Regions from separate parts of the Mus musculus genome. Here region 1 is linked to region 2. The links are chromatin contacts, called in public Hi-C maps. All regions are on one chromosome and are shown on one strand. The core of a region is the stretch at or near the end of the contact, and the rest is flanking DNA. Distances in the headings are between cores, read along the strand shown.

The links. A called contact is a pair of places that touch in the nucleus more often than the background predicts.
Region 1: a Hi-C map of the N1E-115 cell line shows a contact between it and region 2, with 13 times the contacts expected there. The contact joins two enhancer-like sites. A contact is called at or near these places in 2 of 484 Hi-C or Micro-C datasets (the N1E-115 cell line and embryonic fibroblasts), 4 of 115 datasets of contacts at active chromatin or transcription factors (cardiomyocytes, craniofacial prominence, embryonic basal ganglia and 1 more) and 1 of 9 other capture datasets (embryonic tail).

Annotation. Positions count from the first base shown.
Region 1 is chr8:121,390,266-121,396,195 of GRCm38.p6, reverse strand. No RefSeq gene overlaps it. Among named protein-coding and RNA genes, the nearest start is that of Gm26747, 25 kb to the left of the region's middle. Within about 2 kb of position 4,640, at least 45 of the 459 cell types and tissues checked have an H3K27ac peak or open chromatin away from gene starts, as enhancers often do. A contact at or near this core is called in the N1E-115 cell line, where this site is marked.
Region 2 is chr8:121,160,373-121,166,549 of GRCm38.p6, reverse strand. No RefSeq gene overlaps it. Among named protein-coding and RNA genes, the nearest start is that of Gm33633, 4.7 kb to the left of the region's middle. Within about 2 kb of position 2,244, at least 11 of the 459 cell types and tissues checked have an H3K27ac peak or open chromatin away from gene starts, as enhancers often do. A contact at or near this core is called in the N1E-115 cell line, where this site is marked.

The DNA.
Region 1 (5,930 bases), core at 3,391-5,890, 230 kb before region 2:
GCAACAGAACGAGAAGAAATGGAATTTTCTGCCGGCTTTTGATCAAAGAGAGGACTTGAAAAAATTCAAGACGGGTTCCTGCAGGACACTGTTAAACACAGGCTCTGCGTTTCTGCACGCCAGTGTTTAGTTGGCTGGAGGAACGAGTTCTTTATCCTTTTGATCTCGGGAAGAAAACACACATGCATACACACACACACACACATCACACACGTGTATACATATGACATGCACAAACACATGAACATATAAACACATACACATACATACATAAACATACATACACAGACCACAGACACAAACATGCATGCATCCCCTTAACATACACACACATAGGTATGCCATATGTGTATATGCACACTCATACCCCAGTCACACACATACATGTACACAGACACCGGCACCCATGCACATCCCCACACCATAAACAAGAAACTATGGCCATCCTTTTCCGAGACACCCCAGCTGTGGAGGACCACCCTTTAATGAATTTGAAACATGGCCCCACTGCAAAATGCAAACTCTTTGTTTTTATTCCTTTCATGGGAATTCAGGGTGAAGTCTCTCTGTTCTCCAGGCCACAGGATGCCGACCACATGCTCAGAACACCCTGTCTCTCTCACCCCATCTATCTTCGTGGTGGGACCAATCATGAAATGTCCATCCTGGCTCCCCAGCTTGGAGGCAAATGCCGATGAAATGTCCTTAACATGTCCCCATTTCCTGTCATCCAGGGAGATCCCCAGGGGCTCGGGCCGCTGAGTTTAAGGCAGGGACCGCAGATCTGCAGCAGAGTCGATGGCCGTCTCACGCAGGGAATTTGGAGGTTTCGATCAGCCTGATCCACAGCAGCCAGTCAAAGCAGCCTTCGTATTACATGGATACACAGGCTAATACCCCAAGCTCTTACTTAGACTGACCTGGGACCAGTGCAGGCCCTGGAAAAAGTTAAAACGTGCCCTGCCGCCTTCCCCCTCCTCACTCGCTTTTCCATTATGGAAAAAAACCCGATTTTTTTTTTTTTTAATTTGTTGTGTTTCTACAATCGATTGTTTGGTTATCGGCACTGCCCGTTTCCTGATGCTCATTTCTGTTTCGACACAAATCAGTCTCGTTTCCTTTTGGAATAAGGATCAGGCTGGGAAGTGGACCCAGAACCGTGAGTTTTCCCTCTGTTCCCTCCAGCCCCGAGCTCCTGAGCCCCGCTTCAGCTCTGGGGTGACTCTCCCCAGCCTCCTGGCTCTCCTGGGCCAGTGCAGGCAGCCTGAGCTCTGCTCTCCCCATTTAGGAAGGAGATTCTAGAATTTCTACACAAACATCACATAGGAAGGGGAGGGAGGGACTTCCATTTTCATTTTAAGGCTCTAAAAGAAGGGGAAAGTAAACAGGGTGGGCTGTTTTATCTCAGGGGTTCATGGGGAGTCCCTACTGAATTTACCAAATAAAATGAATTTCAAAATTTTCATTTTCTCATTTTATTCCGGCAGAAAATGAGTTTGCCTTTATAATATCCAGAGCTTTCAAACTCTATTGAGTGAGAAATTAAGTTACAGAAAGTAAATACTCTGGTCTCTCCACACGCCCGAAACGAGACAGCCTGTCACTGTAACATGATAGCAAGCCCGGCTTTGGGGTCCAGGATCACTTATTATTTTTTTTTATGATGTATAATAATGAGAAACAAGACCCAGTTAAAATGTTCCTCTTTTAGAATGGTTGAAGTGTGATACAAAATAAATTTGATTGTAATTTTAATTTGTAAACCTAAGTTGCCAATTAAAAAAAAATCTTCCCAATGTCTTAAAACACGGAAAAAATGTAAAGAAAACAAAAATGAATGTTCTTGGCCACGGGAAATTCTATCTTTATATAGAAACACACATGTAAGGCAGGCGCTCTGGTAACGGGAGTGCTTTGCCTTTCGTTACAAAGAGAAAGCAATATTTGAACTGCAGAACGAGCGGACACAAGGAAGAAGGGTGGCTGGCTATTTGCATAGGAAAATCCAGAGACCGACACTAGGCAGATGTGGGCTTGGACTGTGATTGTATTTATAACAAAAGCTACATAAATGTAAGAAAAAAAGAGAGAAAGTTATTTTGCTTAAGTGCCTGGAAAAAAATTGGAATAATATTTGGGTTACTCCTGTCTTGTGCTTTGTGTTCTGGAAACCCGTGGGGTCCAGGAAGGATTAGAGAACTCCACTGGGGACTTGGGGAGACAGCCGAGCCTTAAAGAGTGCTTGCTGCTCTTCCAGGGGACCCAAGCCGGTTCCCAGCATTCACATAGGGTGGCTCATACTCTCTGTAGCTCCAGTTTCAGGTGATCCAGTGCCTCTACCTCCACGGGCACACATTCATACATGCGTGCATGTGTGTACGCTCACACACACACACACACACACACACACCCCAAATATTTGTTTTTAAAGCACTTTACCTAAATCGGAAGTGTGTGTATTGTGTATTTGTGCATGTGCATATGTATGTGTGCATGTGTGTGTGCACATGTGCGTGGGAGAGACTGCATGTGTGCATTGAATATGTGTGTGTTTGGTGTGCTTGTGTGTATGTGAGTGTCTCACACCCGTAACCTCAGGAGGTATACAGAGGGGTAAATGGAAGGGAAGATAACTTTTACCTCAGAAATTCTCTGTTAACACAAAACTCTTAAATGATAAAAAAAAAAAGCATATATATATATATATTAAAGGTAGGTCGACGGGGGATAGATCAGCGTGCCAATACAGAGAGGCAGGCGACCGTTTCTCTGTGATTCCCACCAATCCATATTCCTTTCTTCACTCTGGACCCTTGAACAGAAAGCAACCTTCTTGGGGACGTCTGGCTGCTGCCCAGTAGATGGTGCTGTGACTTCTAGAGATAGGAGGGTGGAGTGGGGGTGGGGAGGGCAGGACAGTGAGGTCTGCCACAAGCCCATCTCTGCGAACTTCCACGGAAAGAGGAGACTCCTCTATGAGGCCTCTGCAAGGTGCCACCTATCAAAGACTATTTAAAGTAGTTAGGCCAAATGTCTGTCACCAAATGTCCGATCCTTAGGAAAGGACCTAGGGGGTAGAGAGAGAGAGGTGTGGGGCACTTAGGAGACACTTAATATCTCAGAATTAAGGTGCCTGACCACACACTCTCTGCCCTCATGGTCACCACGGAGACCGAGTGCCCGCAGAGTTGAATTGACAGGTGTCAGTCACGATGGGCACCTAGTCTCGGAGGATGGCGGGGAGAGTCTGGGCCGGAGCTACTCCCTGTGTCTTCCCATTGGCACCTGTCAGACACTGGCTGCTCTTGGCTTTAGCTCTCTCCTGTCACTGTCTCCTGGTCAGGAAGAATTTTTCACCTTCTTCCTCAAGTGAACATTTTTCTACCCGTCTCCCTAAGAATGTGGTCCCGTGATTTGTCGCACTGAGTGTTTAATCTACAGACATTTTCAGATGACCTTGATGGACAGCATGGCTCATTAATTTCTTTTAGGCAACCATTAGCTGAGCTGTTTCTAATCTAGAAGGCAGCCTGAGTGTCGGCAAAATATCTCAGACAATCTGGGATTCCACAAAAGCAGCAAAAAGATTTATTTCCTTCTCTGAGAATGGGGCTCTTTCTTCTTGGGGATGAGCGAGAGGAGGCTTCTCTGGGCTCCACACTCGACGGTAAAGACAGAACGGCGGAGGGAGAAGCGTGACTTCATCTGGTCTGGTAGCAATTAATCTCATATCGTTTCTTGAAGTTTTAATTGATTGACACACCAGCTTTTATGCTTGTATGTGTTTACAAATTGTACGAGTTAGTTACCTTCCGTTCACAGCAAGGGTTCATGTATTAATAAAATGATTGTGCAAAAAAAAAAGAAAGAAGAAAAGAAAGAAAGAAAGAAAGAAAGAAAGAAAGAAAGAAAGAAAGAAAGAAAGAAAGAAAGAAACCACCAGCTGTTTAAATAAATTCTGTTCTGGTTTAAAGATTCTGCCCTTTGGGAGAAAGTCATTCTGAGTTGAGCGGCAGACACCAGCGAACAGTTACCATGTAAATAAATCTTCCTGTAACTTAGCGCTATTTTTCTTGTGCAAGATACTAACACATTAGAAAATAAACTTTGTGTGTTGGGCCCTGTTTGTATGGAGCAAGCTTCTGTAAGATGATCCGGAGAAAATGTGAACCAACCCCCGTGTGTGTTGGCTTCTTAGCTATTTGATATGTAGAAAGCTCTAGAGAATAAAAGGGGGCAGCTCTGGCAAGAGCCATTCACATTTCCGCTGTCGCACGGAGGAGCTGTTATCAGAGCGAGGGCTGACGCACAGAAAGAGCCGGTCACCTGGCACGTTGGCTTAGGGGATAATTTAATTACCCACCAATTAGTGTTAACTTGCATTTCTGCCCAGGCCGGCCTTCTCGAAGTCTTGTTTATTTCTAGAAATCAGGATGGTGACAGCTGTAATAGGCCATTCAGCAGCAAACATTTTCTCATTTAATTGAAAATATTTTAGCTTTCAGGGACCAAGCAAAGCAGGACTTTCAGGGTTGATGTGCAGAACTCCTGGCTGGAGGGGAGTAGGGGGGGGGGGAGTGTTAAATAGAGAACTCCCCAGCCTGCCCGGCTGTGCCTGGCCACTTCCCTTTGCCTGGCAAGTTGGTGGGTTTTCACGGTTGGTGCGGCCACCCCACCCCTTTGGAGATTTTTTTTTCCTCCCGGTGAAGGGGAGAATGCAGACTCAGTTCCCCCTCTACATGTGGGAGTGACTAAGCATCTTGGGAGGCCCGAGTCGCTGGCAGGCATCAGCTGCATCTGTCACCAATAGCGTCAGCAATAGCGTGCTGGTTCAGAGACTGCATCTTATGTTTGTAAACTTCTCAATTTTTGTTTTCCGAGAAAGGCATGATTGATCTCTAGGCATAAAGGTGGGGAGATGCTCTCTGGTCCTCCCTGACAGCTGAAGGCAATCAGGGCCCATCTTTGGTGCCGTGTTTTAGTTAAAAGGTAAAAAGAAACGCAGACCCTCAGACCAGGAGACTCTGGAGGTATGCAGCCTTCACCCCAGGACCCCCACCTCTGTTGCTTCAGGGGAAGTTGGTCCTGAAGGATCCCAGGAGTCTCACCTTGCCCCTCTGCATATCCCTGCCTACCATCGTGTGGTTCTTTTGGAAGGAGACAGGAAACCCTGGATTGACATTTAGGGATCAGCTAACACGTCTGAACTGGGTGTGAGGAGGAAGTCTCCACGTTCCTTTGTGCAAACGAGCTTCACAGATCAAACCCGCCAGGCTCTTGTGCAAACTCTTCTGCACTTCAGGAGAGTGAGCCTTGGGAGGCAAAGCCCTTCCCAGCTAGCTGCATGCCCTTCAGGAGCAGGGTAGTTCAGATCTCTCCTGCCGCCGTGGCTCTGTCTGGGGATATAACTTGGCCGGTAGGGGCAGTGGTTCCACAGTGTGGAGGAAGGCTTCCTGCATCTCACCCATCTCCCTGCTGCTGTTCTGTATGATGCTCTCCCTTCATCCCCTTGCCCACTCGGTGTCCTGGACCTCGCTTTCGTGTTTGTACAACATTGGTAGCCGACTCTCCCTTAACTGGAGCCCAGGCCTGTGGTGCATAAACGCCCCAGGCTTTCTGGAACCCCCCAGCCATGCTTGCAGCCACTCTGCAAACTCCACCACACTGAAGGCAAACCAGTGGTCGTTCCAAACTCACCTGGTGGCGTCTCCCAATGAGTCAAGATGGAGAACAATGCCAATAACCTCTCTGGACACTTAAAGAAACTTAACACGCCCTGAGGGCTAAGCCAGGGAGAACTGGTAGCTTGGGTTCAGGACAGTACTTTTAAAATACTTTTTAAACTTCCCTTTTTGAGAAAGAATCTCATGTAGCCCAGGCTAGCCTTGAACTCTCGATGTAGCTGAGGATGACCTTGAAGTTCTGATCTT
Region 2 (6,177 bases), core at 995-3,494:
TATTGTTTGAGACAGGGTCTCTCATTGGCCTGGATCCACTGACTGGCTACATCGGCTGATCAGCAGAGATCCCCCTACCTCTGCCTCCCTCCCAAACAATGGGATTTCAAGCACACACAACCATGTTTGGTTTTTATAAACAGGTGCTGGGCTTGAACTCAGAGTCTCATGCTTATAAGTATTATAAGCAAGCACCTTATTGACTGGGCTACCCGCCTGGCCAGATTGCCTTTGGAAATAAGTATTACTATTTATTTAAACACGGCTGTATCCATGAGCTTGCTCATCACCTATGACCGTTTCTAGGCACTAACAGCAAAGGGTAAGGAACTGGTCCCGGCCCCAGGTGGCTCATGAAGCCAGACCTATTGCGGTTGGACTTCGGCAGAAATGGTTCGCTGAATCCTGACACAGGACCAGAGGGGAAAGGGCGTGGTGTGAAGTTAGAGTCATGAACCACTGCCCTGCTGCGCAGGTACTGTCTCCTCCAGAGCAGTGTTTGAAGACTGGGAAGGTCGCGGCTTCACAGTGGCAAGCCCTGTCTTATAGATGTCCCTCTGAAGGGAAGCATTTCCTCCTGGAGGTGGGAGAGAGGCTCACAGACTTGGGAGCAGAAACTCGGGAGCCCAGGAAAATTACAGGACTCGGGAGGCCCAGAGAGTTATGACCCAAAGCCCCTCCCGAAGGTTCCCCATGCAGTAACAATCTCCCGGCAGAGAGATCTCTGCAGGGAAGCTGCTCACAAGCTGGCAGGGCACTTCAGGAAGGCAGTGTGTGTGAATGAATTGTCACAGATGCTGGGGGTGGCTTTTCAGGGAGCAGCTGCCTGGAGTCACCTGGTCAGGTTGCCAGGCTGGACTCAGGTGGAATAACTTCCTTGGTCTGTGGTCTGTTTATGACACCAAAACCTAACAGATCCAGGCATGGTCAGGGAATCATAGTCAATGTCAGCATTGGGTGAAAATGAGGCAAAGGAAGTGACGGTGGGGTCTCGGCACTTCCCCTGGGGTCATCCTGCCCTGAACCCCCATCCTGCCTAGCCCTAAGGAAAGCCACAGAAGGAACCAGTGCAAGCGCCCTCTACAAAGACCAAAGAAGTCAGCTCTGAAGAGGGTCAACCCAGCACAGCCCCGGGAGACAGGACAACCAGCTGTCTCTGGCTGTCCTTTCCTGATGTAAAATTTAACAGAGGAAACTGGAGGCAGAGCATAGAAGTGTAGAGAGAATATCTTGAATGCATCACCTGTCAATTAAAAAGCCTATGGCAGGAAATAGAAGGTGGGACATCCAAGAAGCAGGAAGGATTCTGGGATAGAGCCAGGCAGGGAGATTTTCCCAGGAAGATGTGAGGAATCAGACGCATGGTACCTGAGCACAGGTAACCAGCCACATGGCAGAATGTAGGTTAAAATAAATGGGGTATTTTACACTAGAGTGAGTCAGAGAAGAGCCTGGCTATATGACCAAGGTACTTGTGAATATAGCTTGAATTTCAATCATTTCTGGAAGCATGGAGCTGGGAGGAAGAACCCAGGCCTAACTTTTACATGCAAGAACTTTCTAGACATCCGCCTCAGTCTTTATAAACCTCAAAAAGCTTGTTTAAGATGAAGTATAGAGATGGAAACAACAAGAATTGGGTTTCAGGGCTGGGGAGATGGCTCAGCGGTTAAGAGAACTGGCTGCTCTTCCAGGGGTCTTAGGTTTGGTTCCCAACACCCACGTGGCAGCTCACAACCACCAGTAACTCCAATCCCAAGGGCTCCAACTCAGCCACTGCAGGTATGCAACGCCGCACAGACCATGCATGCAAGCAAACCAATCATGCATATCAAAATAATTAATTTTTTATTTATTTCCTGAGTGGAGTGAGTCTCTCTCCACCCAATTGGGAAAGCCTGGATACATCAGTCAAGAAAGGCAGCTGGGGAGTCCCAGCCTCCCGGAAGCCACCTTGCCTCCCTCCGGGTCTGTGTCCCGTCAGCCCCAAGCCCTGCCTCTCTCTCCATGCAACTCAGAGACAGAAAGCCAAGACCATTCACGAGAATGACGACTCCATCACCTTCGCAGTGGTTCACAGAGGACAAAGTGCACCCCTGGGGCACCCTAGCCAGGCCTGGGCTGTGAATGGGCTCTGTGTTGCTGAAAGTTTATCCCTGCACTAGCCTCCCTCCCTCCTGTCTGCAGCGTCTCCGCCCGCCCCAGGCCTCAGCCAACTCCACTGGGGGCCTGGCAGCAGTCCCTACTGTTGCTGTTGAACCTCTGGACGTCTTATCAGATGGGCACAGAGCCTGGCATTGAATGATGGAGCCCTGGCTAATGACGTTGCCCGCCACTTGCTCCCCTTTGAACAAACCCAGAATTGTCACCTTCTGGACCTGGGTTGTTTGTGTGTGTGAATATGTACTCTGCAGGCACACAAAGGCTGGGGTGCTCTCACCCTCTGTGGCACGTGACTCCCAGCCTCACCACCAAAGAACCAATTCAATCTATCACAGAAAGTGCTCCAGCGACAGGGAAGAACAGCCATCAGGGTGCCCTGGTTCCCAGCTCAGGTGAGCAGGTTTGGGGTTCCAATGATGTCATGGCTCCTTGCAGTCTCCAATGATGTCATGGCTCCCTGCAGTCTTCACTGAGTACCAGACAGGAGAGAAAGAACTCTAGTTGGTCATGGCAGATCAACATCTGTACCTTGTATCCTTGGTCCTATCTTTCAGAGGAGGCTCTGAGAATCTGAGCAAATTTCCAAAGATTGTGAGGTTAGCTGGAGGTCAAACCAGACTGACAGCTTATACACACTTGCATGCATACACACGCGAATGCATGTACGCACGAACGATTGCAAGCCAGACACATGAAGGGTGGCAACCTGTAACTGTGATGGCTATTTTTTTTTTCAGCTTAATGGGCACCTGGTAGCTCTGGACTAAAGCTCTGGGTCCTTGTGCCTTTGAGTCCGGTAGCTGCAGCTCAGGAAAAAAGATGCCTGCCTCGTGGCTCAGTGCCTGACTTCCCTAGACCGGATACAGGAGGAGGACCTGAATGAGACTCCAGCAGCAAGCAGGAGTGAGTAGTGTTCAGATAAGTGATTCAGCCAACATCCATGCTCTGGGCAGAAGCTATGGAACTGTGCCTAAGAAGCAAAGCGTCCTCTCTCAGGCTAGGCCCTCCCAAGACCTCCTCCATCAGTGCACCACCGACCCGGCTCTGCTCCCCAGATGGAGCTGCAGGCCATGCGCTGCTTTCTATACGACTTTAGAAAACCAGACATGGTCTCCCTGCAGCTTTTCTGACTTCCCGGTGTCACCTGCTTGTCCCAGCCTGACACAAGTTACAGTTATCAGAGAAAAGGGGATCACAGCTAAGGAGATGCCTGTGTGATATTAGCCTGTGAACAAGTCTGAGGGCGTTTGCTTAATGAGTGATTGACATAAATGAGCCCAGTGCATTATGGGTGGAGCCATGCCTGGGCTGGTGGTCCTGGGTGCTATAAGAAAGCAGACTGAACAAGCCACATGTTAGCAACATTCCTCCATGGTCTCTGCTTCAGTCCCTGACTCCAGGTTGTATATTATATTTCTGCCCTGACTTCCCTGGGTGACAGACGACAAGCTGTAAGATGAAATAAACCATTTCCTCTCCAGTTTGCTTTTGACTATGTTGTTTTATCATGGCAATCAAAAACCTTCCTATGTTTCTGTCTTATCTAAAGATTCTCTTTTAAAATGTACATTTTAAAAAATTTTATGTGTATGAATATTTTCCATGCATGTATGTCTATAAACCACATGCATGTAGTGCCCACAGAGGCCAGAAGAAGGTGTAGGATCCCCTGGAAGTGATTGTGGATGGTCGTGAGCCACTATGTGCCTGCTGGGAATTAAACCCTGGTCCACCTGCAAGAGCAACTTAACTAGTGAGCTATCTATCCCTCCAGCCCTCTATCGACATTTTAGGAGCTGGGGAGGTGGCTCAGCAGATAAGATGCTTGCCACAGAAGTGTAAGGAGCTGTGTTCAATCCCTAGAGCTCATGCAAAAATGTTGGGTGTGGTGGCACATGCTTTTAATCCTATCGGAGGAAAGGCAGAGACAAGTTGACCCCTGGGGCTTGTTGGCCAGTCAGCGTAGTTGAATCCATAAGCTTCCAGTTCTGGTGAGAGATCCTGTGTCAAAACACAAGATAGACAGCTCCCGGAGAATAATATCCCAGGTCAGTCTTGAGCCTACACACACACCTACACAACCTGAATTTTTGGAAGGGCAATTGAACCTGGTCCATTGCCCAAGCTGTTTTAGTGATGGAGTGTTAGGGATTGGTTCTAATGCTATCTCAATTAAATTTGGCTCCCAAAAAACTGTGTTCCCAGATGCTGAGGGTCTCCCCCCCCCCCAACCCCGGGATTTGATTGGCAATAAAGAATTGCTGTATAGCCAATGGCTGGGCAGGTAGACTGAGGCAGGGCCTGTGGAGTTGCGAGGGCTAGGAACGGGAAAGAGAGGGAGAGATAACTATGGCAGGGAAAAAGTAAGACCAGATCTAAAGGTGAGACTCAGGGACTGTGGCCACATGGGCCACTTCCTCAGTTGTGTTTGGGTTAGCAGAGGCGAAATATAGATTTTAAAAGATCCTAACTCAGAAGTACCGGAGAGACGTGTTTGCTGACAGTGGGAAGGATTAGAACTGCCCAGCCTTTGAGCTAGTCAAGGCATATTCATATTAACTGGTGTGTGTATGTGTGTGCGTGTGTGTTTCATTTGCGAATCCAGATAGCTCCTGAGCAGGTGGGCCCCTTCCACCCTCTCCTAGCCAAAGCAGTTTAGCCCATTACTGCTACAATGTAGCCTTTGGTTTGCTGGGGGCATGTAGAAGGAAACACTAGCTTAGCAGCATCTCACTTATAAGGATACTGTGCAAACACAATGGGGGGCAGTCCCATTACCCCTGAGCTTCCTGTACACCCACTCCCGGTCCACCAAGATAACTCCTGATCTATCTGTCACCTTGCACAGTATCGCCTACCCTTGAATTTGAACAGACTCAGAGACCCCTGGGTGCTTCTGCTCCTAAGATGCCTTTGAGTTTCTACGGGGTGTTTTTGGTAGAAATTTTCAGAAAAAATTTGTACATTCAAATGATAAAATAATAAACCAAATATTCATGTCCTAGACCACTGGGGTTTAACAAGAGCGAGAGTGTGGAAGCCGCTTCCTGTAGTGGCTCATCGTGGTTGTCAACCTGACACATCTGGGAAGAGGGAACCTCAAATGAGGGGTTGCCTCCATCAGATTGGCCTGGGGGCATTTTTATGACTGCTAATTAATAACGGAGGGTCCAGCCCACTGTGAGCAGCACCATCCTTAGGCAGGTGCCCTGAGCTGTGTAAGAGAAGTAGTTGACTACGAGTCTGATGTGTGACCAGGACCAAGGATGGGTGTGAGAGGTGATGGAGTCGCATGATGAATCCAGGGAATCAGACTCTGGAGAGCAGCATCAGGGTGCAGGTCTGAGTTTATTGCCCAGCACAAAAGTTTATATTACAGTGTTAGAGCCAATCCCAAGCCCTAAGTTCTCAGCCCATCATCTCTCACCACACTGTTACTTCGCTTCTATAAAAGCCCTGCCTGATGAAGTAACTCATAAGAGCTGGGGGGGGGGAGGGCATCATCACCTGTGAGGACTTCCTCAAAGGCAGGGGAAGCTGCCACTGCCCTGGCCTCAGTGTCTCACCGGTATCCAGGAGCCACCTAAGGTCTAGTGCCACACAGAAGGTCAGGATTCTTTGAGGGATCACAGGAGCCTGTGGTGCCTCACTCTGCACCCCCTTTTTCCTTCACAAGGTTGATCTCCATATCCCCCAACATCTGAGAGCAAGCCAGCAAACAGCCTTCCTCTGTGGTCTTTGCTTCAGTTCCTGCTTCCAGGTCCCAGTCTGAGTTCCTGCCCCAGCTTTCCCCAGTGATGTAACTTGTAAGCTGAAATAAATCTTTTCCGCTGCAAGTTCCTTTTGGTGGTGGTGTTTATTACAACAGAGAGAAATCTAGGGTACTTCAGACAGGTCCTTGAAGAGGCAATCCTCAACAGTATAGCCCCTTTTGGCTCTTCCCCCTCCTTGCCCCCAACCTTGCTTCCTCAGAGCTGGACTGTCTTGTGGAGTTCAGGAACATGGCTCGGCTCA